Linked DNA regions of Mus musculus: all the other regions are linked to region 4. A link is a contact called in public Hi-C and promoter capture Hi-C data. All regions are on one chromosome and are shown on one strand. Each heading gives the region's core, a stretch centred on a gene start, on an enhancer-like site or on the middle of the called end of the contact. The rest is flanking DNA. Distances are from core to core; before and after follow the strand shown.

Evidence for each region. Promoter capture Hi-C pulls out the DNA fragments that hold promoters and counts their contacts. Hi-C and Micro-C count contacts between places; a contact is called where the count stands out from the background.
Region 1: a Hi-C map of uterus shows a contact between it and region 4. The contact joins the promoter of Zfp386 here to the promoter of Sp4 in region 4. A contact is called at or near these places in 2 of 39 promoter capture datasets (the 3T3-L1 cell line and pre-B cells), 2 of 484 Hi-C or Micro-C datasets (muscle stem cells and uterus), 1 of 115 datasets of contacts at active chromatin or transcription factors (astrocytes) and 1 of 9 other capture datasets (liver).
Region 2: a promoter capture Hi-C map of pre-B cells shows a contact between it and region 4. The contact joins the promoter of Wdr60 here to the promoter of Sp4 in region 4. A contact is called at or near these places in 4 of 39 promoter capture datasets (the C10 cell line, hematopoietic stem and progenitor cells, hippocampal neurons and 1 more) and 1 of 9 other capture datasets (adipose tissue).
Region 3: a contact with region 4 is called in a promoter capture Hi-C map of pre-B cells, with 3 times the contacts expected there. The contact joins the promoter of Esyt2 here to the promoter of Sp4 in region 4. A contact is called at or near these places in 4 of 39 promoter capture datasets (the C10 cell line, hematopoietic stem and progenitor cells, hippocampal neurons and 1 more), 5 of 484 Hi-C or Micro-C datasets (cerebellum, embryonic stem cells and uterus) and 2 of 9 other capture datasets (adipose tissue and liver).

The regions. Positions count from the first base shown.
Region 1 is chr12:116,046,375-116,049,074 of GRCm38.p6, forward strand. It overlaps Zfp386 (zinc finger protein 386 (Kruppel-like)), which reads left to right and starts at 1,350. Exons shown (of 3, transcript NM_019565.4): 1 at 1,350-1,492. The coding sequence starts at 1,484.
Region 2 is chr12:116,261,736-116,264,435 of GRCm38.p6, forward strand. It overlaps Wdr60 (WD repeat domain 60), which reads right to left and starts at 1,290. Exons shown (of 22, transcript NM_146039.3): 1 at 1,116-1,290. The coding sequence starts at 1,130.
Region 3 is chr12:116,279,950-116,282,649 of GRCm38.p6, forward strand. Esyt2 (extended synaptotagmin-like protein 2) reads left to right here and starts at 1,273. Exons shown (of 22, transcript NM_028731.5): 1 at 1,273-1,723. The coding sequence starts at 1,394.
Region 4 is chr12:118,300,181-118,302,880 of GRCm38.p6, forward strand. It overlaps Sp4 (trans-acting transcription factor 4), which reads right to left and starts at 1,260. Exons shown (of 6, transcript NM_009239.4): 1 at 1,047-1,260; 2 at 519-628; 3 at 1-12. The coding sequence starts at 1,053.

The DNA of each region.
Region 1 (2,700 bases), core at 100-2,599, 2.3 Mb before region 4:
ATACCACAGGAACATGGCCCACAGAATCAACTGACTGGAGCTCGTCGAGGCTCTCAGAGATCAGAGAGCATGTAGGGATCTGACCTAGGTCTTCTGCATATCAGTTATTGTTGAGTAGCTTGGTCTCTTGTGGAATTCCTAACAGTGAGAACAGGAGTTGTCACTGATACTGTTGTCTACCTGTGGGACCCTTTCCATCCTACTGGATTGCCTCATACAGCCTTGATGTGAGTGAAGTCTTATTGTAGCTTGTATGCAGTGTTTGGTCCCTGGGAGGTCTGCTCTTCCCTGAGGGGAGGAGGCTAGTTGGATATGGGGGAGAAGGGAAGTTGGGGGGAGGACTACCATGGGGATGTAAAATATATGATAGAAGAATAAAGAATAAACAAAATAAGAACAAATCTTAAAAAAAATTTAAAAGGTCACTGACAAAAGAAAGGAAGGAAGAAAACAAGCAAGCAAGCAGCATCCTACTGCAGTTAATATTTCCATTATAATTACAAGAGAATTTAGGACCAAAGACATCAACCCTTTCTATCTTCTAAACCATCCTTCTAGCCATAGTCCATAATTGGATCATCAATTACTAAATTCTCCACTAATATATTAGCAAGTGTCATTAATCTTGAAGGGCCCTTGATAACTGTCACATTAGAAACTGTATTATATGAAATAAAATCTTTAAGCAAGCATAACACAAGAATTTTTCCCTTTTCTACTAGCATCATATTAGGTACAATCCTGATATCCCAAGCCATTTGTAACATCCGTTTGATGCTTCCTTTTCTAAAAAAATTAGTGCTACCAGGGAAAGAAGGGTCTCCTTTCAAGCTGATTATGAGGGAAGGGTACATCCTCACTGGCCCCTGAACATGTTAATGCCTGTTCAGCACTCGGATATGAAGCGTGCTCTAGCACACACCGCTCTTTAAATTTCTTAAAATGAACACTAGAATAGTTTAAACTGAACCTCTCATTTGTACTGGACACTGCTGACTTGGGAATGCTTCCTATCTCAAAACCCAGGAAGGAGATCCGAGTCCAAACATGGTCTAGGAAATATAAAATTAATTGTCGTTATGTTCCCTGACTTGTGGACCATATGATTACACAAGTACAAGTGATGAGTCGCAAGGCATAACGAAGAAGGAAAAGCCACAGGTCGCCCTGGAAACTAAATCCGTCGAAGCCCGCCTCAAAAACAGGTTCATCCTAGAACTTGCCTTTCGGACCTCATTCGGCCGTGGGTTGGTGCTATCTGATGTCAATCAAGATCAGGAGGGCGGGGCGGGAGTGATGGCAGTCACTTTGCTGGAAAAGTATTGGCTGAGAACCCGCCAATCAAGTTCACAGAGCCTTGACAATATCGCGAGTCCACATCCCGTACGCGACCTTTGTGTTGGAAAATGTGAGCGTGTTTTCCAGCTTTTGGAAGCCCCGGTGGCCCTTACGAAATCACGGGTGCTGGAGATGCAGGAGAGCCATGGAGATGGTGAGCAATGGTCGCGAGGCTGCGCGGAGGGTTGAGTAGGCGGGAGTCTGCGCTCCGAGGGGGCGCCGGGCGGGCCTGGTCGGCTCGGCCTAGGGCGGAGTTGGGCGGCTGCACGGACCTGGCGTCCTCGGGTGCCCCGGAAGGGAGGAGCAGAGCAAACACTGATTTTGCTACCAGGCCTTTGCCTTGCAGCGGCCTCTGTGTCTGCAGCCAGCAGACTGCGGGAGATGGCCTGAAGGAGCATCAGATAATCCAGTCTCCGTGGCGGAGGTTCCTGCGGGACAGCAGCGGGGCTCCCGCTCGCCTCCCAGAGTTTTCCCGTTTCCCCCTTGCGCCTGGTGGATGTACCAGAAATAGGTCAGATCCGAAACTCTTTCCCCACCCTGCAACTCTGTGTGCCATTCCCAATCAATATCAACTGATGGGTTACCGTGATGTATTTCAATCAGATGGCTTTTGACATCGTTTTTCTAAAGATTTAATGAATGGCGCTTTATCGTTGGCTTTCTTTAAGTTTTTGTATCAGTATATATTAATTATACATCCTAATGAGTTTCATTATGGCATTTTCACACATGCATATGTATTTTGAACATATCCTCCATTGTTTCTTTCCTGTCCCTCTCCCACGATAACTCCCTTCTTTCCTAGCTGCTCTAGGATAGACAAAAGTCTATCGTTTGGTAAGCCAAGGAACTTCGTTAGGGTTATTTACCGAGGGATTAATTACAGGAGCCCGGGCATATAATTAGTGGCAACAGGACACTAGAAAATATCTCTCAACCACTTACCAACTGTTCACTGCCCACAAATCCTCAGGGAGGGGTGAGGACAAGGAAGTATTGTTAGGTCCAGTCTTTTGCAGGTCTGCGCATTTAATCACATTTGCTGTCATACATGTGAGATATCCTCAGAATACCATTTTGTAGAAATTTTGCGTCTTTTGCTTCTTAACAGTTCACCCTTTCAACACCCAGGCTGGTTGTTTGTTTAAGTCTTTTGATTTGGTTTTTGTACGCTCCTCCTTTCGCCTTCTAAGCCACAGATACCTTCCCACAATGTTTTTCGGTTGAGTTTTTCCCCTTTCGTGACCCCCACCCTCAGCTTTAGTGATTTCCTGCACTTGGGCCTGGCACCTTGTGTCCACAACTGCTGTGTGCTTATTATCTAGCACACATTGACCTCTGTGCCCACTCCTTAGACAACAG
Region 2 (2,700 bases), core at 40-2,539, 2.0 Mb before region 4:
AAACAAAACAAACAAAAAATATCGTAAGTCAAATTGACAGACAAACACACACACAAATATCCCACCCAAACTCTAAAGAATATTCTTTCTTTTCCAAAGCTCATGATCACATATTAGAACACAAGGCAAGCCTCAATACATATAAGAAAACTGAAATAGCACCCTGAATCCTATCTGACCACCATGGAGTAAAGCTGAATATCAACAATACCAAACAAACTCATGGACACTGAACAACTTACTACTGAATGAAAATTGAGTCAAAACAAAAATCACAGAGGAAAATAAACTTTTTAAAACTGAATAAAAATTCAACATAGCCAAACCTACAGGGCACAATGAACACAGTTTGTAAGACGAAAGTTCATAGCACCAAGTGTCTCCACCAAAAAACTAGAGAGGTTTTATATTGGTAATTTCATGATGCACCTGAAAGCCCTAGAAAAACAAGAAGAAATAATAACCCCAAAAGAGTAGATGGCACAAAAAAAAAAAAATCAAACTCAGGACTGAAATCAAAGAAACTGTAACAACACAAACCAGTACGAAGAATCAATGAAACTAAAGAGCTGACTCTTTCAGAAAGATCAACAAAATGGGCAAACTTTTACCCAGTAAACTAAAAGATGGAAAGAGAAGACCTAAATTAATTAAAGCAGACAAGGGTCCTTTATAATAGACGCTAAGGTAATTCATAGGATTTATCATGAGTTGTTAATAGGGCCATAAGGACATACTTTAAAAACCTGTATTGCACCAAACCGGAAAACCTAAGAGATGGATTTTTGATATAAACGACCTACCAAAGTTAAAGTCAACAACCTTCTACCTTAACGAGACTCATGTTTCACCTTGCGGCACTTTTTTTTCAGGAGTCCTGTGCCTTCCTGAAGTTGACACTCAGCCTCGCCTCTGGATGAGTCCAGAAACTCCTCCACAAACCGCACCTGGAGCTAAGAAGTGAGAGGCAACAGCAGAGCTGAGACCTCGACCCAAACTCCGCCTCCAGCTCTCTCCTAAGTGCAGGCCCAGGAGGAACCCGATCTCCATTGCCAAGAAAGAGGGGGGTAATGGGGGCGCGGGCCGGACCAGGCTGGGCCCCGCGGCGCACCGACCTTCCCAGGCTCCATCGCTCCTCGAGGCCGGGACAGCCGCGTGTCCTCGGCCCAGCAGGCGCGGGCCACCGGAGGAAGATAAACCCGCCGTCGCTCAGCTCTACCAGCCAGCCAGGCCTGCTGCGACTTGGGTCCCAGGAGGGCCGGCGTCCCCGCCTCCTAGCAACGGGCCGAAGGCGCTGGCCCAGCATGCCCCGCGGCCGTCCCCAGCACGCGCGCCTGCGCGCCCGTGTTTTCTGCAAACACGCAGGAGCCTTTTCTTATGTCTTGAGTTTCTTTGTCTGATCCTTCTTTGACCCTCACAGTTGACAACGAGAGATGGGAAGGAAACGGTGATTGAGCTTTATACTTGAACAAGGCTTTGCCTCCTCAACTCACACCCTATAGACTGTCTTTTCATGAAAATCATTTGTGGCCAACTGCGGCAGCGCACACCTTTAGTTAATTCTATTACAATGGAGACAAGGCAGAAGGATCTTTGTGAGTTCAAGACTAGGCTGTCTGCCTAGCGATACTTAGGAAGTATCTAGATCGTATGTTAGCATTCTGAGCTTTTTCTGCAGATGAGAAGTTTACTATTCGCACACTTTTCTAAGTTACATATTACTGTAACCCACGTTAGAATTTGACTTTCCACTCACTTAACACCACACAAAGGTCACTAAGCCAAATCCTTGTCATACAAAAGGTACTAACATACATTAAGTCTTTCATCTTTGCTTAAGGTCTATTATCTTTGTTTCTACTAATCCAGTACATTTCTTAGAGGGAAGGTAATCTTGGTGTTGGCTGTGGTTTATTTTGGTCCAGTTCTTACAGAATTTTACTGGTTCTTGCCTATGGCCATTTCTGCCTCATGAGCACTGAGGTTAGAAGCAGGCTGCCCCATCTGACTTTTACGTGGGTGATGGTGATCCAGACCCTGGTCTGCGTGCTTGCATGACAAATGCTTTATCTACGGAGCTATCTCCCCAACCCCAGGAGCTACATTTTCAAAAGTTGAAAAAGGTTAAATTTAATAGTATATTTTACCAGAGACAGGCATAAACTGTTATCACTTTAACGTGCAGTATATATTTGAAGTATTAACGTATTTTTAAAAACTTGTAGTGTCTTCAAAATTCTTTACTTACAGAATATGTCAAGACTAGCCACCTCCCAAGTACCCAAAGCCCACATGTGATTAGAAGCTTCTTTAATGAGCAGAGCACACCTGTAACAAAGGGTCTGGATTTCATGACTGGAGAGATGGCTAGAGATGAAAAGGGAGGTGTGTGCAAATTTGTGAAGGGTATTGAATGTCATGACACAAAACTTCTTAATGTGAAGCTACAAAGCATTCAAATGGGAGACAGGTGCTATAGTTGGATGTTGGGATAGGTTCATGGGGAAAGAATAAAGTCAGGTAATGAAGGGGAAGGATCGAGTAAGGAACACCACTCTCTGCTCACTGCAGTCGCCTAAATATTCACACACTGTTCAGATGCATGGCCTGCCTGGGAGATGGATCCTTCACCCTGTCCATTCACTCTTCCCAAACATTCCTGTGTTGGTCCAGCACCACTTTCCTACAGATTTAATTCAA
Region 3 (2,700 bases), core at 23-2,522, 2.0 Mb before region 4:
GTATGACCCAGGATAACTTGGCTCTGAATCTGCAACATTCCACAATCATAGTCGTGGAATTATCCTCCTGGAAAATTTTCTTAAAAATTATGCCTCTGTGTGTGTGTGTGTGTGTGTGTGTGTGTGTACAGGCGATTGTGAAGACCAGAGGTATTAGATCCCATGGAGCTTTAGATACAGGTGCATGTGAACAGCCAGATGTGGATTTTGGGAATTGACTCAGGAATTGGGTTCTCAGGTGCTGGGCCATCTCTCCAGCTCCTCTTTAGCAAACTTTAAAGCAGATGTCTTTTTTTCTCTTCTCTTCCCTTTCCTTACTTCCCTTTTTTCCTTTTTCTTTTTTGCAAGCTTCACATATGTCCCCTCAGATGTCCCCTAAGAGTTTGGCCTTGACGGGGGTAGGGGGTGGTGGACCCTGGCTGCCTTTTTTTTTTTTTTTTTTTTTTTTAAATCTTCATGACAACTGTGCTTTCCTAAGCTCACTGGGGCCATTTTGTTTGGGAAGTCAGACCTGAAGGAGTACTAGACCCAGAGGCGCCACCACACAGTAAGGCCTCAAGGTAAATTTTACTGCAGCAGGCGCAAAGTTCTCATTCCACAGAGGCAGGCCCAGGAGCCATCCTCTCACCCTAGGAACCTGCAAGTTCAAGTTCTCCGCCAGGGAGCTAGGACAGGCAAGAGGTTGGCTGACGAACGCCGAGCTCTCCGCTAAGCTGGAAAGGACTCAGCCCGCTAGCCTTCCCACTAGTCAGGGCCATTGCTCCCTTCCAACACCCGCGGAAGCCACACCTCCCTCTCCGGCCGTCCCTGCGAGCCAAGTCCGGGTGTGTCCCCCTGGCGCGGCGCCCACCCTCCGAGGGCGCAGACCGAACCGCCCTCACAGGTTAGGGGCGGGGCCTGCCTGGCGTGATGGCTTCGCCTGCAGCCCCTTCTTGGTGTAACGACCGGAGAGTAGCAGCACAGCAACCCCAGCGCAGAGGCGGGTCCGACCGCGCGATGACACCAGGCACAGACCATTCGCCGCCGGGGGATCTTTCCTGAGGGCGCGGACGAGGGAGCGGGATCCGGTTGGCGACTGACACGTCGCCCCGCCCTAGATTCTTTCAGGGTCGGCTGTCTCTGAACAGTGGATCCCAGTGAGGAAGAGTCGGGCGCATGCTGATTGCGTCACCAAACCACGCACTCAGCCCGAGCAAGCCCCTCTCTGGGAGAGGCCTCGGTGGGGGAGGGCCCTGCGCACTGTGATGACGGCAAGTCCCGCCCGTTTGAGGAGTGGAGCGGTGGAGCCCGCGGTCCCCCTCAGTGGGGCGCTGGCGCGCGGGCTAGAGCGACCTGCGGTCCGTGGGAGAGCCGCGCCCGCCTCGGCAGGGAGGAGTGCTCAGCGCGGCTGGAGATGAGTAGCGCGGGGGGCGAGGGGCCGGAGGCCGGTCCTGGCCGGGCTGGGGGCCGCTCCGAGCCCGAGGCCCCGGGCAGCGCTCTGAGTGTGGACTTGCCGGGGCTGCTGGGGCAGCTGGCGCGCAGCTTCGCGCTGCTGCTGCCGGTGTACGCCCTGGGCTACCTGGGGCTGAGCTTCAGTTGGGTGCTGCTGGCGCTCGGGCTGCTCGCCTGGTGCCGCCGGAGCCGCGGCCTCAAGGCCAGCCGCCTGTGCCGCGCGCTGGCGCTGTTGGAGGACGAGGAGCAAGCTGTGCGCCTGGGAGTGCGCGCCTGCGACCTGCCCGCCTGGGTGAGTGTTGCCCCCCCAGACCTGAGCGGAGTCAGGTCCGCACCACCCTTCTCCCCTTCTCAGTGACGGGTGGGGAACTCAAGCCCCAGCCCGAGTGAAGTGTCAGCCACCGCTTGTTCCGAATCTCCGTCCGATCCGGGATCCGCACAACCAGGATCCCGGACCGAGTCAGGTGTGCGACCTTACTGCTGTCTGCCTCTCCTGCTGTAAACTGCTGTCTGCTGTCAGCACTCTGCCCACCTGCTTTCCTCGGGAGTTCTGGCCACTGTGGCCCACCCCGGCTCTGAGCGACGGTCTGCGTCCGAGTCTCACTTGTGTCAGCGCACCGCCTCCCCCACCTAAGTCAGGTGTCCTTATTGCTGTCCCCACCCTCATCCTGGGCGAGGTGTCCTGGTCATTATCTGCTCCGAGAGTGTCCGCTCTCAGTCCTCTTCCTGGCTTTCAGTCCTCCTCGCCCATCGCTAGCAAAGTGCGCAGGTAGTGAATACTTCCTAACTTGGCAGAACTGGTCATTGTTAGTTGCTGGGCCTCTTCCTCCTCTCATGCTGGCAGTGACTACCGCCCAGAAGCACACTTGGTGGGCGATGAGATCTCAGTTGTCCAGAGCGATTCTGTAAACCTTTTGCAAGCATGGCGCTGCAGGCCTGGAACCGTCCAGATTCTCCTTTCTGATTTAAAAAGTAGTGACAGCCAATATGGGGAGAAGTTAATTAAAAAAATCAGGAAGACTCATTCATTTCTTAGTTGTGTCTAACACGATTGAAGTGTTCCTGAAAAGCTTATGTTAGAAGAATTGAAATGTTTGTTTCATTGTTTAAAATACCAGAGGGAAGACTAGGCACTTTGATATGATCATTTAATATCCAGGATCTAACATATATAGAGGGAGATTTTGAAAGTGTTAACAGTAATGATAAGTTATGGTATTGATTATTTTTTCCTAAAATTGCTTTTTACTTATTGAGTATTTGAACCTA
Region 4 (2,700 bases), core at 10-2,509:
GGGCTGAGAGTCCTACCCAAAATGGGAGGGGAAAGGAGAGGGAGGGGAAAAAAGTGGGCGGATTTAGTGGAAGACAGCAGTCGGGAGGGGGTTATTTATTTTGAGAGCTCTAAGTATCAGAACACACTCAATAGGCAGCAGAATTAAAAAGGAAATATGAACAAAAGCAGGTGATAGAAGCTATATGAATAAAAAGGCAAGTCCTATTACATAAAGTTTAAATAAAAAGGAATTTTCTGGTAAACTTTCTTAAAGTGTTATTCTTCTAAACTCAAAATGCCCTTGGGAAAATAGACACCTTCTTCTAACAGTCTGAATTCCTGGTGTAATATAAACATCGTTATAGCCTCAACGATGGGAAATCTTCAAGAATTTACGATTTAAGTTCCTCACTCAGAAAGATGCTTTGAATGGATAAACATTTTTATTCTGTTCTTTACTTCTGGGTACTTAAAGAGCATAACTCCCTCTCTTCCCTAAAGCTTTGTGTTGAATTTTCTTTTAACGTTTGCTTTTACCTGGGAGCCTGAGGTTTTGGGTTTTTTATTGTTATTCTCTGGCTCAGAGGTTTTCCCTCCTTCTGTAGCCATCGCCGCTGCCGCCTCCTCCTCCTCCTCCTTCTTCTGATCTGCAACAACCCCCCACCACCACCAACACACACGACAACAGGTTATTAGGATTATTATTATTCGTTCTCCTCCCTTCTTCCCCCTCCCTCCTCTTGAACATTAATCTCCGTAAACCCGCGATCCGTGCACACCGGCAGGGGGTGGGGGAGAAGGAGGGTAGGGAGGAGGGGGCTCTCACGAAACGTGGTTTGAAACCCGACCCATAGGCTCCAGAGCAACACCCAGAAGGAGGTTGTTCTAGCTCAGACATTAAGACAAAACACAGCCCTCCTTCCCTCCCCCTGGTTCCCTCCCGCCCTCTCCTCCTCCCCTTCCAGCATCTCGGCGGCCCCGGGGGAGGGGGAAGCGAGCAGGGTCTGGGGAGGGAGGGACGAAGGGAGGCGGTGAAGGAGACCGAGGGGGGTGGAGAATACGTACCGCTCATCCCGCATTAACAGGACAAACCCTCTCAGAGACACTGGGATAGAGGTGGGTGGGGGTGGGGGCGAGGCGGGAGGAGAGGCCGGTCCCGCCCGCCCGCGGTGGCTCGGAGGAGGCTGTAGCTGGCACAGGCTCTGCCTCTTTTTCCGCGAATGGCCGCCGCTGGGCTGTGGCGTAGCAGCTCCTCTCTCCGCCCGAGCCCGGCTGACTCGCCCTTGATTGACAGCGGCGGCGCGCGGCGAGGGCGGCGGCGCGGGCCGGGGGGCGGAGCCAGGGCGGCGCGAGCGCGGCGACTCCCCACCCCCCTCGGCCTGCCTCCGCCGGCGCCGCCGACTCTCCACCCCTTCCCCCAGCGGATTGGCCGCCGACCTGCCGGGGCCGGGGCGCTGGGGCCGCCCTTTCTCCTCCCCTTTGCCCGGCTGGTGCTCGCTGCTGTTCGGCTTCTGCCTTCCCGGCCCGCGGAGCGTGCCCTCTCGGTGAGCTAGCTGCGGTTTGCTGCCGGCAGGCCCTCCATACAGCCAAACTTGTTGTCTCAGGATATCCCGCCCCCTACTCAGTTCCCGGCGCCCTCCACTCAAAAGCGCGCCGCAGCATCCTGCGAGGGGCCGCGGAAGGAAGACATGGAGCTAGGCTTAAGGGAGAGGAGCGGGGCGAGCGCGGGGAAGCGTGAGCTCCCTGCGATCCCGTGGTCTGAGTGGACTGCCAGCTGCCCCCTCGGCGTGAGCATGGCTTTTCCTAAGGCGCATCCGGACCCGGGCGCCCTTTTTCCCTGGCTCGGCTCTCATTGGATGAGGCCGCTGACGCACAGTGAGTCGTGGGAGGAGGCGGGCGGGCCTCTCCCGCAAAGGCTTTCGGGCCTCGTAGTTTTTGACGGCTATTCCGATTGAGGCACCGCCTTCCTCCCGCCCCCGAACGCGGCCTGGCTGCGGAGCCTAGAGCTGCCCGAGGGGGCGGTGGCAGCAGGGCGTGGCCGGGGCCGAGTGGGAGTTGAACCCCGCGCGGGGGGGAGGGAGAAATGGGTGTTGTTTGCCTGGGCCTATCGGCCGAGTGGGGCTGCCCGAACCGCCTCTGCCACCGCCCCCTCAGCTGAAAGCCGCTCCCCGCGGGGCGAGCTCACACCCGGAGCGCGCGGCGATTGAGCGGACCGAGGTGTTGGGAGGCGGGGTCTGGTGTCCTCGGGGTTTGAATGAAGCTGACTTGGGGTACATCCCCTTCGCCCTGCTTTCTTTGCTCACCTAGCTTGCCGGGGCCTCCGGTCTCAGCGCGAGGCCTGTGTTCCCACCGAGCAGGAGCTTCCATTTTATTTGTCGTATCTCTGGCTGGCTGCTGGTGCAGATTAGTGACTTGTCTTCTAGGGTGGCCACGAGTGCGCCTTAGAGTCTGCGTTCTTGGCGCGCTTCTCGCTCCTAGAGGTCTCACAAGGTTGTCCGGGCAAAGGAAAGCCTGGCTGCATGTGGGTCAGCTCTGGTCATGGTTTTAGCGTAAGCTTCTAGGCAAGTGGAATTCACAGCTAGCTGCGCAAAGCACTTTGTCAAATGCTCCTGAACCGGCCCCTAGCTTCTCTCCAAAGACATGAAATCAAGATACCAGGGACCGACCATATGAGCGACTGATGAAGTGTACCAAAGCTGGAAATAAGTCCCTAAAAAGA